Linked DNA regions of Sus scrofa: regions 2 and 3 are each linked to region 1. A link is a contact called in public HiChIP or PLAC-seq data. All regions are on one chromosome and are shown on one strand. The core of a region is the stretch at or near the end of the contact, and the rest is flanking DNA. Distances in the headings are between cores, read along the strand shown.

What was found. HiChIP or PLAC-seq counts read pairs in DNA pulled down with a chosen protein or histone mark.
Region 2: an H3K27ac HiChIP or PLAC-seq map of alveolar macrophages shows a contact between it and region 1. The contact joins two enhancer-like sites. A contact is called at or near these places in 13 of 47 Hi-C or Micro-C datasets (alveolar macrophages, blood, brain and 9 more) and 2 of 2 datasets of contacts at active chromatin or transcription factors (alveolar macrophages and skeletal muscle).
Region 3: a contact with region 1 is called in an H3K27ac HiChIP or PLAC-seq map of alveolar macrophages. The contact joins two enhancer-like sites. A contact is called at or near these places in 2 of 47 Hi-C or Micro-C datasets (embryonic fibroblasts and skeletal muscle) and 1 of 2 datasets of contacts at active chromatin or transcription factors (alveolar macrophages).

The regions. Positions count from the first base shown.
Region 1 is chr14:99,502,501-99,505,182 of Sscrofa11.1, forward strand. No RefSeq gene overlaps it. Among named protein-coding and RNA genes, the nearest start is that of MINPP1, 71 kb to the right of the region's middle. Within about 2 kb of position 1,316, at least 8 of the 83 cell types and tissues checked have an H3K27ac peak or open chromatin away from gene starts, as enhancers often do. A contact at or near this core is called in alveolar macrophages, where this site is marked.
Region 2 is chr14:99,190,444-99,193,125 of Sscrofa11.1, forward strand. The region is part of intron 1 of SGMS1 (sphingomyelin synthase 1); the gene reads right to left. Among named protein-coding and RNA genes, the nearest start is that of SGMS1, 25 kb to the right of the region's middle. Within about 2 kb of position 1,333, at least 1 of the 83 cell types and tissues checked has an H3K27ac peak or open chromatin away from gene starts, as enhancers often do. A contact at or near this core is called in alveolar macrophages, where this site is marked.
Region 3 is chr14:99,239,718-99,242,399 of Sscrofa11.1, forward strand. It overlaps a transcript of SGMS1 not described here. Among named protein-coding and RNA genes, the nearest start is that of SGMS1, 24 kb to the left of the region's middle. Within about 2 kb of position 1,309, at least 11 of the 83 cell types and tissues checked have an H3K27ac peak or open chromatin away from gene starts, as enhancers often do. A contact at or near this core is called in alveolar macrophages, where this site is marked.

The DNA.
Region 1 (2,682 bases), core at 66-2,565:
TGCTGCAAAAAGAAAAAAAAGAAGACTCAAAACTCATGTTCTTAGGTGTGTAAATGGTAGCATTCTCTTTTCACTTATTAGAATATTTTATATTTCACTTAGGTGAAAGAGAAAGACAAATACAAGTATAATATCACTTACATATGGAACAAAAAATACAACAAACTAATGATTATAACAAAAAAGAAATAGACTACAGATATAGAGAACAAATTAGTGGTTTACCAGTGGGGAGAGAAAAGGGGGAGGGGCAATATCAGGGTGGGGAACTAAGGTACAAATTATTATGTATAATATAAGCAACAAACATATATTGGATAACATACTACCTTACCATTTTATAATAACTATAAATGGAATATAACATTTAAACATTGTGAATCACTATATTGTACACTTGTAACTTGTATATTATACATCAACTATACTTCAATAACAATTTAAAAAAAGAATATTTTGTATTTATATATAGATGCTCTTGTAAGAACCAAGACTAATATCCATGTCTTTAGTTATCTGCTACCTCTATATAACAGAAAGGGAAGAAGCATTGCCCTCGGTTTCCTCTGAGAAACTTAAAGGATACTGCTAAAATTATTTTAGAAGCTTTAAAAATGGGTGGTCAGGAGTTCCCGTCGTGGCGCAGTGGTTAACAAATCCGACTAGGAACCATGAGGTTGCGGGTTCGGTCCCTGCCCTTGCTCAGTGGGTTAAGGATCCGGCGTTGCCGTGAGCTGTGGTGTAGGTTGCAGATGCGGCTCGGATCCCGCGTTGCTGTGGCTCTGGCGTAGGTCGGTGGCTACAGCTCCGATTTGACCCCTAGCCTAGGAACCGCCATATGCCGCGGGAGCAGGCCCAAAAAATAGCAACAACAACAACAAAAGACAAAAAGACAAAAAAAAAAAAAAAAAAAAAATGGGTGGTCAATACTATTTTAAATATGGAAAATTAAAATCAAGAGTCATTATAATCTGGCAATTTAAGGACACAACTTTGGGCTTTGAATCATGAGACAAGTTAACAGAGAATGCAATGGTCTAGAAAGTAGACAATAAAATGGAAGCTATTTTTACATTTTAGATAATGCCCTCTAGAAGTATTTTGCTTTGATGTTTAAATAACTCCCTGATTTTCCAGCTTATTAGTAATTTATTATTTTTTCTGATTATAAAAGTAGTGCATATTCATTAAACATTTAGAAAATACACTAGTGTGATAATTTGGCTTGAGTGAGAGCTCAGTTAACCTGCACAGAGATAACCGTGTGGTGTGAGACAACATTGCCCCCTAGAGGTCTGTGGTGTGCGGCCGAGAATGCCCAGCAGCTTCTCTCTGGTCTCAAGACTAGTGGGTGCTGAAGCCTGTCTGATTTCAACTGGAGTAAGGAGTCCTGTGGGCGGGAACTTTGTCCCTGGTCTACAGTGTGCTTGACTCAGGGACAGACCTGTCTGATAGCCTTAGGTTCCTCCTGGAGGCTGGAATGGAGGGAGAGTCATTGGCCCCTGAGAGAAAACAGTATGAGTGAGGATCAAGTCTGTAGTGTCAGCAAGATAGTGGTCAGAGGGAGCAGTATTAGGTTGTTCCCCTGAGGCCCATTCCTGCCTGTGAATGACAGGAGGAAAGGTGTCACCAGGAGCCACCAGAAAAGCAGCTGGAGATTGCCTGGTGACCAAGGTGAAAGCAGAGTCTTTGAGTTGCGGGTAGCGCAGCACAGTGGGCAACAGGGGGGCAGGAAGTAGAATCCTCAGACATTACAATAGAGGAACCTCATAAATACACGAAGCTGCTCTGACTTCATGGTTCTGCTCTTATAAGAAAAACCTAGAGGGAGAGGGTTCTCTGGACAAGACTAGATATTTATAGTTGATAGAAGAAGTAGGGCCTCTGAGCACTAGAATTTATGTAATTACTGTAAATTTAATATGTTTTTACTCATTGCTTGGTGATGTCAGGAGCCATCAAGTTTACACAGAAAAAGAAGGGAAAAAAAGCCTATCTATAAGCCAATCACAGCAAGAAAACCACTTTTTATCATTTTGGTATATTTCCTTCCAGTCTTATTCTTATGCGTATTTTATACTATGTATATAATTTCATTTTCTCCTTTCTCCTTTATAATATCAGCACTTCCCTTTGTTATTAAAAATGCTTTTAACACTGGAAAAACGGATAATTTTTTATGATCATAGCACCACATGGTCCAGTAATCCCATTCCCACATATTTACCCTCTAGAAATAAAAATTTATGTTCACACAAAATCCTGTACACAAATGTGTATAGTAACTCTATTCATCACCAAACACTGGAAACAAACCAAATGTCCCTCAATAGGTAAAATAAATAAACTATATAATATCAATGTATTGGAATACCACTCAGCAGTAAAAAAAAAGAACTACTGTTATGCACAGCAACACTAATGAACCTCAAAGACATGCTGAGTGAAAAGAAGCCAGTCCCAAAAGGCCAAAGTGCATGCCAATGATTCCTTTCACAAAACATTCCTGAAAAGATAAAACTATAAATACAGAAAACTATCCTAGTCGTCAGGCCCTGGGGGGAGGGGGCCAGCATGTGATGACAAAGGAATAGCACAGGGAGTTTTTTTTTGGGTGACAGAAGAGTTTCTTATCATGATTTTGGTGGTGGTTATACAAATCTACAAATCTACATGGATGCT
Region 2 (2,682 bases), core at 83-2,582, 310 kb before region 1:
ATTTGAGCGATGGAAAAGGTGCTGGAACTCTTGCTCATCTGGAACTTTTAGATATAAGTAAACTAAAGTCCAGGGAGATTTGTGATTTGCCTAAAATTTCATACACAGCAGAGTTAGTCCTGGGCCTAGACAGAGATGCTTTTCAGGACTTTTCCACTGTGAAGAGTCAATGGCCTCATAGATTTGAGCATATATGAAAGATAATCTAAAAAGTCTTCTAAAAATTTATGTAGTCTTCTAAGACAAAGGGCAGGCACAAAGGCATATATTCATTATAGATTCTAAACTCCGCAGGTTTTTTTTTTTTTTTTTTTGTAATTAGACCTCAACCAAATAAATAATAAATCTGTGAATACTATTTGGCTCCAATTCTTAAACTATATATATTTAGGCTTTAATATTAGAAAATCCATTAGATAATACACCACAAGACACCATAAACTCTTTATAAATAATTATCAAATCCAGATCTCTAAAATACAGAAAAAGAAGTTAAAGTGACCATCATGATAAGGAAAAAAACATTAACCTACAAAATCACTAAATAAATCAATTATGAATATGTGCTTATTCTTACTCAAAAAGAATCTATTAACTTGTTATCTGGCACTATCTAGAAATAAGACATTGTTGTACTAAAAAAAAGCTACCATATGAATTGTACATGGAATACAAGTTTTCAAAAATGAAAATACCACACAACACACAATATGACTATCCATTCAGCAAATGCTCAAGAAATCTGAGTTCTAATGCTTGCTCTGTCATTAACTTGTGTTCCAACCCCAGGACCTCAGTTTCCTACAGTGAAATAATTTATTCCATTTGCTTTTTCCATTAGTTAGAATTTACATATACCTAACAGCACTTAGGAAAACATAAAGCAATACATTAAAATGTAAAAAATTATTATACCAAATGTAATTTATTCTTCTTTGAAGACTCAATGAACTTTTTCTTTTTTTGCCTTTTTTAGTGCCACACCTGCAGCAACATATGGAGGTTCCCAGGTTAGGGGTCAAATCCGAGCTGTAGCTGCCGGCCTATACCACAGCCACAGCAACACGGGGCCCAAGCTGAGTCTTCGACCTACACCATAGCTCACAGCAACGCCGGATCCTTAACCCATTGAGCAAGGCATCCTCACAGACGACTGAACCTGCATCCTCATGGATACTAGTCAGATTTGTTTCCATTGAGCCATGACAGGAACTCCTCAACGAACTTTTGAAATGAGTGCCAAGAAGTTAAGAAATGAATTTTTATGATTATTTTTAAGGCATGATGGACCTTGTGATTAAACTGGCAAATTAGCTGGCAAATCTATGAAGAAACTATAGGGAAGTTCTACATGTTTCTAAATGCTGATAATGGCAAATGAAAGCAGGAAGTAGTGCATGCATAATGAGTCTTAAAAGCACAGAGTAAACTTTCTGTTCCATGTATCAAATCTCTAAAAACAAAAGCAACCTAGAGTATACACATGATTTTATTCTACTACCTTATATAGTCAATTTAATGCAAGACTGAAATTCGGTGAACATGTAGTATTTAGCTCAGATTTTATAAAAGGAAGTGACCTGGGGGCAAATCAAGAAATGATACTTTTTTATTATGAAACAGACAAACTGTCTTTTTCTAAATACTTCAAACTCAAATAAAGGTCTTTACATCTACTAGAACTTTCCATAAAAGTCCATAATAACCTTATGGATCTTCGAGGGCAATGCAGCCCACTGAAATACTCATAATTCAATTCTTCTCTGACTCAATCTGGAGAGCTCCTGAATGCTTTCCTCTCAACCAATCTAACTAGCAGTAATTTTTTTTTGTTGTCGTTATTTAACAATAATTAAACTAAATAGGCAGAATTCATACAACTGTATTTATTTGAAGAAGAAAAAATGGCTAGAATAACATCCACTTAATTTCAATGTATTGTTGAGGAAATTTTATTTTTTTAAATGATTTTTATTTTTTCCACCATAACTGGTTTACAGTGTTCAGTCAATTTTCTACTATACAGCAAAGTGATCCAGTCACACATACATATATACATTCTTTTTCTCACATTATCATGCTCCATCATAAGTGACTAGATATAGTTCCCAGTGCTATACAGCAGGATCTTATTGCTTATCCACTCCAAATGCAATAGTTTACATCTAATTATCCCCAATTCCCAGTCCATCCCACTCCCTCCCCCGCCTGTTGAGGAAATTTTAGATTACCTTTGATGCCTTAACCTTTAAATCGTTCTTTCTTTCTTTGGGTCTTTTCTAGAGCCGCACCTGCAGCACATGGAGGTTCCCAGGCTAGGGATCGAACCAGAGCTGGAGACGCTGGCCTATGCCACAGTCACAGCAACGCCAGATCCGAGCTGCGTCTGCCACCTACACCACAGTTCATGGCAATGTGGGATCCTTAACACACTCAGCAAGGCCAGGGATCGAACCCGAAACCTCGTGGTTCCTAGTCGGATTCGTTTCTACTGTGCCACGACAGGAAATCCTAAATCATTGTTTATTTTAAATTGCTATTATGTGCCGTGGTCACAATTCCATAGTCAAATTCTGGTTAGCAAATGAAAGCACCCCTTATAAAACAGCTCCTTGAACTGAGTATATGCTGGCCTATTTTGCTCATATATAAGAAAGAAAGGTCTTGCTGAAGTAAACATAC
Region 3 (2,682 bases), core at 59-2,558, 260 kb before region 1:
AGATTTCTCTTACACCAAGCTACAGCTCTGTAAGAGGAAGCGCTTGTCAGACTGGATGAAATATATTAGGATTCAGACTGGCTGGAACCACCTGTACTTCACTTTACGGTTCATGATCACTATCTCTGAGCTTTGACACTAAGGAACACATTCCAGTGTCTTCAACCATTGTTCATAGTCTCTAGACCCTCTCCAAACCTGATTACTCTGTTCTGGACACGCACGTAGACACAAACCTGGAAATTTTCACTACCTCCTTAAGAAGAAAAGAGGTAGCAGTAACAAAAGACTAAAGCATGACACATACAAATTATAGTCAGGCTCTGTTTTTAAACACTTTACATGAACGATCTAATTTGATCTTCAACAGCCGTATGAGGAAGTATTATCAGCATTTTATAAATGAAGAGACCGAGGCACAGTGGTCAAAGAACTTGCCCAAGGCCAGGCTCCAAGGTCCCAATTCTTAACCACTGTCTACACTGCTTCAAAGAACTGTGGGATTATCACCTGCTTGGATCTAAATTCTCTACCTCCACTAATACGTGCGTTCTGTTGTCCTGCTGTACCAAATGCCCTCATCAAGGAACACTGCTGGCACTTTGTTTACATCTGACATCACCCTACTGATCATCCCTCTGTGAGTATAACCAGACAAAAGCGCACTTGCCTATACTGCTGTGCAACCCACATTTGTCCATCTTTTTGTTTTTGGTCTTTTTTGGGCCACACCCTCAACATACGGAAGTTTCCGGGCTAGGGATCAATTTGGAGCTGCAGCTGCCGGCCTACATCAAAGCCGAAGCAACACAGGATCTGAGCTGTGTCTTCGACCTACACCGCAACTCACAGCAACACTGGATCCTTAATCCAGTGATCAAGGCCAGGGATCAAACCAGAGTACTCATGGATACTAGTCGGGTTCATTACCGCTGAGCCAACAGGAACTCCAACACATCTGTCCATCTTGAGTAGAACACATAGCACTTTGTTATATATTCTGCCAGAGCAGATGTGTCCTATCTATGGCATGTCCAGATACACTTGTTCAGTAACTATGGAAAAAGAAACGAGGTCAACTGAAGATGAGTAATACTAGATACTGATCTCCACTTTTTCTAAGTGACTCCAATCCATCTTTTTGAAAATGTGATTTAATAATCTGTTAAACATCAACATATGCTCTGCATTTAAGGTTTCCAGACTCTGCCGTCTCCCCTGTTTTGAAAATCAAGTTGTTTGGCATACTTCCTCCTCTCCATGGGTTTCTCAAGATCACCCCCAAGTGGTTTTATCATCACACTGGCATGGTTTTTCGAAATCCCCAAGAACTCAAGTCACTAAAGGCAGCTGGGATTTAGAGAGGTAAGTTTAAGGAGGAGGCCAAAGCAGGCTTGCTTTGCCTGGGAAGGTGGGTGGGTGTACAGTGTCAAACAGACGGCAAGAATGATGAGGCATGGTGTGAGCAATACTTGGTCCTAGAACAGATACTGCAGTTCTTGGTCCTCTAAGAAGGTGACATTGCCCTCCTGCATTATGTGACATCCCAACAGACACTCCAGAAGATGGACTCTCCCAGAACTGGCTGCCCCTGGTGAGACATGCTGAAACTTCCCCACTTCCATCCAACAAGAAAGGTTCTAGCACTCAGAGTGTGCCTTGTGACCTCACCATTCCTAACCAGCACGTTCAACACCAACCTAAGTGTGAGCAGAAATTTACCATCATTTCACAGAGCATGCAAAATTCTGCCAGGGTGCAACCACACACCAAAGATTCAACCACTGCACATCCCAGGACATAGCTGTTGGGTGTTACAATTAGAGAACAGCTGAGTTGTACCTGGTGAGGAGAAGAATTTGTACATCCAGAACCAGAAGGGCTTCAGGAAAAAAAGGTCCCCCAAATCAACAACTGTGAGGCAGCCTCGTGAAGAAAGCTTGCTTAGTTAATATTTGAAAACCACAAGCTTCCAAAGCAAATGAATTATTCCTTGAACTTTGATATTTTGGCACAGGGGCAGAGAAGCTTTTTAAAATCTCTTAAAAATCTCCTTTGAACAAAGAACCTCCTCTGGATTACTTCACACAGAAAAATCAACACTATGATAGGAATAATTGGAGCCACAAGGGAAAAATTACAACGCTTAAAGGCTACTTTCAAATGTAAACTAAATTAACTAGCTGTGAAATTTGGAGTGGATTATGTAAACTTGCTGAGGCTGTTTCTCGGTTTATAAAAGAGATAATAACGTTCTACCTCTCGGCATTCTTGTGACAAGTAAAATGAGGCTGTGGCTCCAAAGCATCTCGCTTAAATGTTCAGCTCTGTTACAACTATTAGGTGAAACCTGAATCAAAATTCAAATTTAATTACCCCTTTATATTTTAGACATCTTAGAGAGTTAATGTTTTCCCATTTTCATGACCTGAGGGGCCTTTTCCAAATACCCCAGTGTATTTAAGGCCTTTTCTGTCAATACCACAGGCTGTTTCCCAAAAGAAATAAGATCCCAAGGTGTTACCTATTATGCAGAAGCCCTTGATCAGTTCAACTCAAAGCAAGTGAGTTTAACAAGTAGCCTATGAGCACAGAAATACTGGTACTAGGAGTTCAAAGTGCAAGTAATCAAAAATTCTAAAACTATTTTAGGAGTTCCTGATGTGGGGCAGGGATTGGTGG